Linked DNA regions of Zea mays: region 2 is linked to region 1. The links are chromatin contacts, called in public Hi-C maps. All regions are on one chromosome and are shown on one strand. The core of a region is the stretch at or near the end of the contact, and the rest is flanking DNA. Distances in the headings are between cores, read along the strand shown. Region 1 holds the start of LOC542401 (glutamine synthetase 5). Region 2 holds the start of LOC732761 (histidine kinase).

Evidence for each region. A called contact is a pair of places that touch in the nucleus more often than the background predicts.
Region 2: a Hi-C map of ear shows a contact between it and region 1, with 2.0 times the contacts expected there. The contact joins the promoter of LOC732761 here to the promoter of LOC542401 in region 1. A contact is called at or near these places in 3 of 25 Hi-C or Micro-C datasets (bundle sheath, ear and endosperm).

What each region holds. Positions count from the first base shown.
Region 1 is chr4:172,173,791-172,177,962 of Zm-B73-REFERENCE-NAM-5.0, reverse strand. LOC542401 (glutamine synthetase 5) reads left to right here and starts at 2,007. Exons shown (of 10, transcript NM_001111974.2): 1 at 2,007-2,154; 2 at 2,636-2,675; 3 at 2,891-2,994; 4 at 3,080-3,128; 5 at 3,575-3,681; 6 at 3,782-3,869; 7 at 3,955-4,083. The coding sequence starts at 2,081.
Region 2 is chr4:172,455,653-172,459,824 of Zm-B73-REFERENCE-NAM-5.0, reverse strand. It overlaps LOC732761 (histidine kinase), which reads right to left and starts at 1,798. Exons shown (of 11, transcript NM_001112387.1): 1 at 1,511-1,798; 2 at 461-694; 3 at 196-365. The coding sequence starts at 1,789.

The sequences.
Region 1 (4,172 bases), core at 758-3,257:
TCACCATAAAAAATCTAGCCGAACAACACTTAGTTTTAAAATTATTTAATCTGCTCTCAAGGGTAGGTTTGGTGTGACCGTGTGATGGTATATTGGTATAGTCTCCACATCAAAATGAAAACTATCTGCCTTATTCTACAATATTCTAACACCACTACTTTATATTCTATCTGCTCCCCCCCCCCCCAAAAAAAAAATACAACTATTGTTTTTAGAAGCCACGCAACTTTTCTTCTAATTAAATTTAAAATAGTAATAAAATTATAAAATATTATTATATTAATTATTTAAATATATAGTTATAAAAATATTTATAGACATATATATTAATACTATTATCTTTGAATTCAGTCAACATAGAAAAAATGATAGTTAATAAACAAAAATTATATTATTTTGAGACGGAGTGAGAAGCATAATGTAAAATATTGAATCAACATGAGAAACCTAACTGTTCTACTTCTAATGTAATCTCAACAAATTTTAACATTGTACTTTGAATACCTTGTCTACATTGCAATTTGTTTTTTTCCTGCTCTATAAAATTTTTCTAGAACCAATACTCTTAATGAATAAGAACTAGAGAGGCATAATAATCTCCAATGCGCCAAACCTCCAGTAGGTACATTTAACTATTAGATTTTACAATATCATGCTTAAGATTTATGGAGTCTAATGTTTTTAGAAGAATTTAAGTTTATTTTTAGAAAGAAATTACACATAGGATTTTTGAGCCATAGCCAAAGGTTGTTCGTAGTTGCTAACGTCATGCTTTCCTATAAATACAAGGGGGTTGGTGCAGGAACCATATATGATTTGGGGGAAAAATAGATGACTTATATTTACCTGTATAGTTATAAATGAATTTTATAGTATGATGTGATATAGTGATGTGGACAAATAGTACATGCTAGTGAATGCGTGATTCGCTTATGGAGGGGGTGTTTGAATATACCCAACTAAAGTTTAGTGTCTGTAACATCGAATCGAATGTTTGAATGATAATTATATATTTAATATAGTATAATTATAAAGCTAATTTTTTAGAGACGAAGACTGGAGATGAAGACTAAAAGACGGGACATAATTATTAAACCTAATTAATTAAACATCTATATAATACTCGTAATTGATATTCAAACGTTTAATATGACGTGAACTAAATTTTTTAGTAAGGTAAGTATTTACAGTACATGAATAGTTTTAGTTTGTACTGCCAAATTGTATATGGCAGTGGGAGTCACTATTCTCATATATGGTATATGGTGGCTGGTGGGTTGCTGAATGCAATGCACCGTTCGCCCATCGCTACGCTACATGCAGAGAACCATCAATAAAGCAGTGTGCGGCTTCCAGCTGGAGTAGAAGATCCCTGGCCTCAGGAAGATACCTCGAACCTCCAGCCCCATTCGTATGTCCGTACGTATACAGTAAAAATCATTTTGCAGCTGGTGCCGTTGAGATGGGCATGGGCTTAGGTAGGAGCACGATTGAATAAAAAAGATTTTATTAAAAATCATTTACTACTCCTTTTGGGACTATCCCCAGACATCGGAAAAGCGTCCAATTTTCTTTCTTTTTTTCACCCCCTATGCTCGGAACTCATAAATCAAATCAACCACTTCTAGCGATAAAGCTGCCCCCGCCAATTCAATATTTCCCCCACGCCGATCTCTCCACGTCCGAGTCCACGTTTAACTGGCAGTGGGCCTCTAACAGGCTCGTCCCGCATGTCAGATGCAGGGGCTTGACGCCTTACCAGTACGCGGTGCTCCCTCTTCTCGCACCTACCGCACGGAGGATATGACCTAATACAATTAATTTACGCGGAACTCGAAATGTATCCGTATTTATACGTGTGGAACGTACAAGTATACGTATTTTGTTGGTTTTTTTTTTACTTTTTACCCGGCTGGACGCCAACCAACTGGTTTCCCGTCCTTGGTCGTCGCCATTATATAGCCGCCCTCCTCCCGGGCCGATCTCTTCGTCTCAATCCCACGCCACATCCTCCCCTCCTTCCTCCTTGGGTTCCCAGCCCGTGCGCCCGCCTGTCGCAGTCGCACCGCAGCCGCCGGCCATGGCCTGCCTCACCGACCTCGTCAACCTCAACCTCTCGGACACCACAGAGAAGATCATCGCCGAGTACATATGGTACGGCGCTCGTTTCCGTCGGCCGCCCTCTCATGGCGTTTCCCCCGTCCGGGAACGGGGTTGGGAGAGGGGCTCTGGCTCTGTTTTTTTTTCCTGATCAAGTGGCTTCATCTGTTCATTTTCCGAGTAAAAATCTGTTATATTTGCTCGCTTATTCGCCCATGAATATCTAACCTGAGTATCGGGTAATTCCCTGCCCACGGGTCCCTCACCGGCCACCGCGCCGCTTATACGGTGTTGTCGCTGGCCACCGCCAGATGATCTGTTGGCTGAAAGACCTAATCGGATGTCTTACACGTTAATTGATCCCCCCCTGATGCCAGTATTAGTTCCCAAAAGAAGCAAGTTTTTTTTTGTTGTTAATTGTTATAATAAACACGTCTTTGGATTGCTCTGCTCCGAGGAATATGGCGAGGAGTTGTTCGGTTTGTCGTCGACATGATTTGATCCTATCTTAACGCGTGCCTTTTTTGGGGTGCAGGATCGGTGGATCTGGCATGGATCTCAGGAGCAAAGCCAGGGTAAGATAACAGATTCCCAGCACTGGGAGGACCCCCCGGGATACTGGTGGTTGTGACTCGTCGTCACCTATCACTTATCCCTGAGCTCATCCGCTGATCTGTTATTTGGCTTATACATACATCAGAGCTCTGCTCACCACTATCACTGCAATTATTTTTGTTTCTCTGTTCTACTTCGTAGTAAAATCATACTGATCTGGTTGGTTCTGGTGCAGACCCTCCCGGGCCCGGTGACCGATCCCAGCAAGCTGCCCAAGTGGAACTACGACGGCTCCAGCACCGGCCAGGCCCCCGGCGAGGACAGCGAGGTCATCCTGTAGTAAGTGTCATGGCACGCCAGGCTTGGACGCATTCCTTTCTGTTTGCTTTACTGAACGATCCTTTCTCTTGGGCATGTGCTGCAGCCCGCAGGCCATCTTCAAGGACCCATTCAGGAGGGGCAACAACATCCTTGTAAGTTTGCACTTCTACCATCCAAGTGGCATGAACCATACGGTTCCGTGTTATTTACTGCTACAGTGCCTACTGTTCATTGGTCCAACTCAGATCAGTTCATCTTTGCGAAGAAAAAAGAATTGTGTCTTGTTGCACCAAGTAGACTAAAAGTTGTACATACCCTACAAATAAATTAGATTTTTTTTTAAATCTGCCTGAACTATCTTGACGCAGCACCAGTGGTTCCTGACGCAAATTGTTTTACCCTGAACCTTTGTTCAAGTATATGCAATATTGCGAATTTTATAACGCGGGTGACATTGTTGTTATGAGCGTATATAGATATTTTGTTTTTTGTAGCTAGGTGTGATCACTCAGTGTACCAAACCATGGTTTAGGAATCCAATTGTCTAATAGTAGTAGGGGCCGCATTTAGGTGTTGATTGAACTGGTTTGACCCGCAGGTCATGTGCGATTGCTACACCCCAGCTGGCGAGCCAATTCCCACCAACAAGAGGTACAGCGCCGCCAAGATCTTCAGCAGCCTTGAGGTCGCTGCCGAGGAGCCCTGGTACGCGAATCTCTCTCCCCTCCACCTCCACCGATATCTGTGATGAAAGGCTGAAACGATCTATCTCTGACGATGCTTGTTTCTTGCAAATAAATGACAGGTATGGTATCGAGCAGGAGTACACCCTCCTTCAGAAGGACACCAACTGGCCCCTCGGGTGGCCTATTGGCGGCTTCCCTGGCCCTCAGGTACATTCACTAATTTGCTTGCTTAAGGCTTCTTCTGTCGAAGTTTGAAGTTTCACCTAAATGACGTCCACTGTTCCGTGCTTAGGGTCCTTACTACTGTGGAATCGGCGCGGAGAAATCGTTCGGGCGTGACATAGTCGACGCCCACTACAAGGCCTGCCTGTACGCAGGCATCAACATCAGTGGCATCAACGGGGAGGTCATGCCGGGGCAGGTGAGCAGCGCGCGGCTAGACCTGGCAAAAACCTTGTTCTGTATCAGCTTCCGTCTTTGTTGACCATGGCGTTGCGGCTGGGTTGGTTT
Region 2 (4,172 bases), core at 549-3,048, 280 kb before region 1:
AGTCAACCTAAATTCAGTATTGATCAGTGAACCACAAATGTGGCATGATACACGATGACAAGATATTACATGATCAAATAATAGTGCACAAAATTTTATTCATACCCACATGTTAAACATGAGTCTTAAAGGCGACAATGCTAGAATATTTGGTTAAAAATAAAACAACAAAGGATGTGAGTTAGAACATCTCACCCAATAGTTGCTTCCACACGTTGCTCAACTGATGCATCAGCGGGGAGATCAGGGCGGTACACAGCAAAAGTGAGAACTACTCCCAAGTGGTTTGATCCAAGCAACCGAAATGGGTTTGTTAACACAGCTTTGCCAGTAGTCCTGGCCCGCAAAATGTTTTCTCGGTCCTCCTGTATCGTAAATAAATAGATTGCTTTCACTAAAGAGACATCAAAGGGTCATAAACACCCCAATGAATACTAAGATCGATCAAATAGAACCATACCTCTCCAGACATCATGTCAATGCGTGCGAGGTAGGAAACAGTATCCTGAGAGAAAATCACTGGAGCATATTCAACCTGCGGGGGTGCAGGCTCCCGCTGCATTGTATTCATAATCCATCCCTGCTGGCTTTCAAACATTTCCCTCTCATGATGGAATACACGCTGTGCATATGCCACCCCATTGAGTAGCGGTCGCTCAAATGATGTCCTTGCCGTGTATTTTGCAAAAGTGTCCTGTGTCGGACATTAATTATTAAGCCAAAATAGAATACTGGACAATAATATGCTATAAATTGCAAGAATCAGAAGAAGACATCTTGTTGATTTACCAAAAGTAATGATGCAACGAATAAGATTGGTCATTGTATGCAAAAACGAGCACGTCTTCAAATAACATGGGCCCATGACACTGCACGCCTAAACTATAGGTAAATCGACAAAAAAAAAGGGGGGGAAGAGAAACGAAGTGTAGATGCAGGAAAGGACGGCTTTGAGGATCAATAATCTAAGCAAAAGAAAAGAGAGGCAGAAAGCAGCTTCTAACATAATTTAATCTCTGCGACAGGGACCTTTCTCAGAATAAACAAGGAATCAAAAGGTTGGCAAAAGAGCACACCCCAATGGATGTCAAAGTAACCCCCAGATGGTTTTGCAGCGAACACACTAATCACTCTATGAACAAACAATGTGCCACCAACCCAACAGTTCAGTTCAGCTACGTCTCCAATAAGCCTAAAAAATCCCCGCCTAACCGCCGCAGGAATGGACATTTTTTTTCTTTCCACAAGACTATGAACAGCACCTGTCCCAGCCAACCACAGCAATCATGGCGTGCTAAACGACGGTAAGCGTCAACAAACAACAACGCATCTCTATATCTCTATTTCTCCCCTTTTTTTTCTGTTTGCTCCTTTAAAGAAAAGAGACAACCCACAGAACAATGTGTAGGATCTCGGGGTCCGCTATTGCTAAACCAACTGCCAATTGATACCGTGGCATAGCAATCTACAAGAGCAATGGCGGAGAAGAGGGGGGCGAATGGTGACGAACCTGGTCGATAGCGGAAGGGGACTTATCGTAGTTGAAGGTGGCGATGAGAATGGCGATCGCGTGGACGTGGTTGACGGTGACCCCGAACTGCTCCTGCAGCATCCTGGCCCTCTCCTCGCACATGCTGACGAGGCGCTCCTCGGCGCGGTCCATGCTCTCCCGGCGCATGGTCCAGTGCATCACCGCGGAGCAAGCCACCGCGACTAGCACCCACGCGGCCGCTGCCAGCCCCCTCCATCTCCTCTTCGTCATCGCCGCGCAGTACTTGTTGCCCCCCATCCCCGCCTCTGCGCCCACAAATCTATTGCCGCTCCTCCTCCTCCTTCCCCCGCCCAATGCCCACCATATGCTCGCCGACACGCGCCGCGCTAGCCGCCCACCCGAACTTGAAGGCGCTGGGATCCCTATCGCCAGCAGCAGCAGCAAGAGGCGCGGGAGAGTGAGAGACTGGAAGCCTGGAGGTGGAGCGGGGAAGAGCGGGCTGCGGGCGGGACGAGGTCGTGGTGCGGAGCTTCTCAAAAGAGGTGAAGCTTTCACGAGTCCCCAGAGGCGACAACTGCCTTAAAATAATTACGCCTACGACTAGCTGCTCGCGGGCATTAACTAATCCGGCCACGGTACCCGAGCTCTCCGCGCAGCTTTCCCTTTTGTTGCCTCCCCACTCTTCGGCCGCAACAGGTCGATCCACTTCCACTCCGCTAGCGCCCAGCGGCGCCACGAGGCGAGCCGAGGCCGCCCGAGCCCGACGGGGAGGAACCCCGAACCCGCGCTTTTGGCAGCAGCCGATATTCGAGACAGGCGGGCGTCAATTAAAACGGTACTCCCGTAACAGTGAAGCGGTACCCGCTAATCTCAAGGCTAATCACCCGCGGCCTCTTGCAGCGGCGGCGTTGAGCGGCGAGCGTGGCCCCGGCCCGTGCCGGTGGCGGGGGCAAGAGCAGAACGGACGGAGGAGGAAGCGAGGGCGTTTTAAAGACACGTGCGTGCCGAGCTCAGAATTGCCGCATCTGCCCCCGCACCATGGCTGTTTCTTGTTTTTCTGTTGCTGTAGGCGATAGGCCGTCAGACCGGCAGGAGGCAGGTGCGGAACGGGACGGGACGTGCCAAGGAGGTAGTCCGGGAAATAGAGACGATGGCACGTACGAGTACGACGGCAGGGCCGGAAAAAAATTTGTTGTGGACCTATAGATAGGGTCTATTCTTTTTTTGTGAGGGCTGCAAACAGCCTGCTTTACCGCCGGGCTGCAGCAAATTTTTTTCCGCAGGGCCGATCTGGAGCAGCGGACGCCGCGCTGCTGTGTACTCCGTGGACCCGGACCATGGGCCCGCCTCTGCGCCCTGAGGTGCCAGCCCATACAGTTCATGTCAGCAGTAGCAGAGAAACCTCGGTCAAACTGGTGGAGCACGTCATCGTCACGCATTTTTTTATTATGGAAGCAAGAAAATGTTCTACTCCCTCCATCCTTATCGCTCGATTAAACTTTTCTAAGTTTTACTATATTTATATAATATATTAATAACATTTATATCTTCAAATAATTTTACTACAAAAATATATACAAATTTTGTAATATAAATATAAATATTTTCTTATATAAATATGGTTAAAATTAAAAATGATTGACTCCTCGAAATATAAGAACAGCTAACTTTTGTGGACGAAAAGAGTAATATTTTATAGTCTTCTTCATTTATCGACATCATTAGAAAAAAGAGCCACATCATTACGATAAAGCTAAATGACCCAAAACATTGCCGACATCCCAATTAAGAGTCTTTTTCTATGTATGGTTCCCTTGTTAGCATACCAATTTCTAATTAAATGATTAATACTAATAGGTCTCTCTATCTGTAGAGTAAAGTTAATGATTCTCCAAATATTTCTAGCAAAGTAATAATCAAAGAAAAGACGCTGAATATTCTCAATTTGATCACAAAAGTTGCATTTCATACTACATTTTCACCTGCGCTTAGTTAGGTTACCTTTAGTGAAAATAATGTTCTTTCCTAAGTACCACAAGAAAATTTAAATTTTAAGAGAGAGTTTTAGCTTCCAAAGCAACCTATTAAGATTTAAGGGGGTATCCATTAGAAGAAAGTCCATTGATCAAACCGAGAAAAGTCCATCTTTATGGCTCCCAAAGAAATTTGTCTCTAGTTTGGCCCAGAGGAAAAGTTCCCAATAAATTTGACAAATTATGCAACTCCACATGTTTTACACCAACAATAACTTGACGAAAGCATAATTTGGTTATATTTTCATTCATCACATCTTTAACTAAAACATTTTTCCTGCGCACAATATTATAGAGGTTTGGAAACCGGTCCTTGAGTGGTGTATTTAGGATCCATTTGTCGACACAGAACCTGGTTGCTCGACCGTCACCTACTCAAAACCTCCCCCGTCTCATAAATTCTTCCTTAATATTCATAAGACCATACCAGAAATATGTGTCCCCTTGCTTTCTCCCAACTCGAGAAAGCAATTTGGAACCAAGATATTTTTTTTAAAAAATAGATGTTATGTATCGTATTTATTCAGAAGCTTTAAGGGCCACTTACTGAGTAAGCAAGTATTCTTAATGGCTAAATTAGTTACCCCCAATCCTCCAATCTCTTTAGGTTGACAAATGAGCTTCCATTTTGTCAATCTATATTTCTT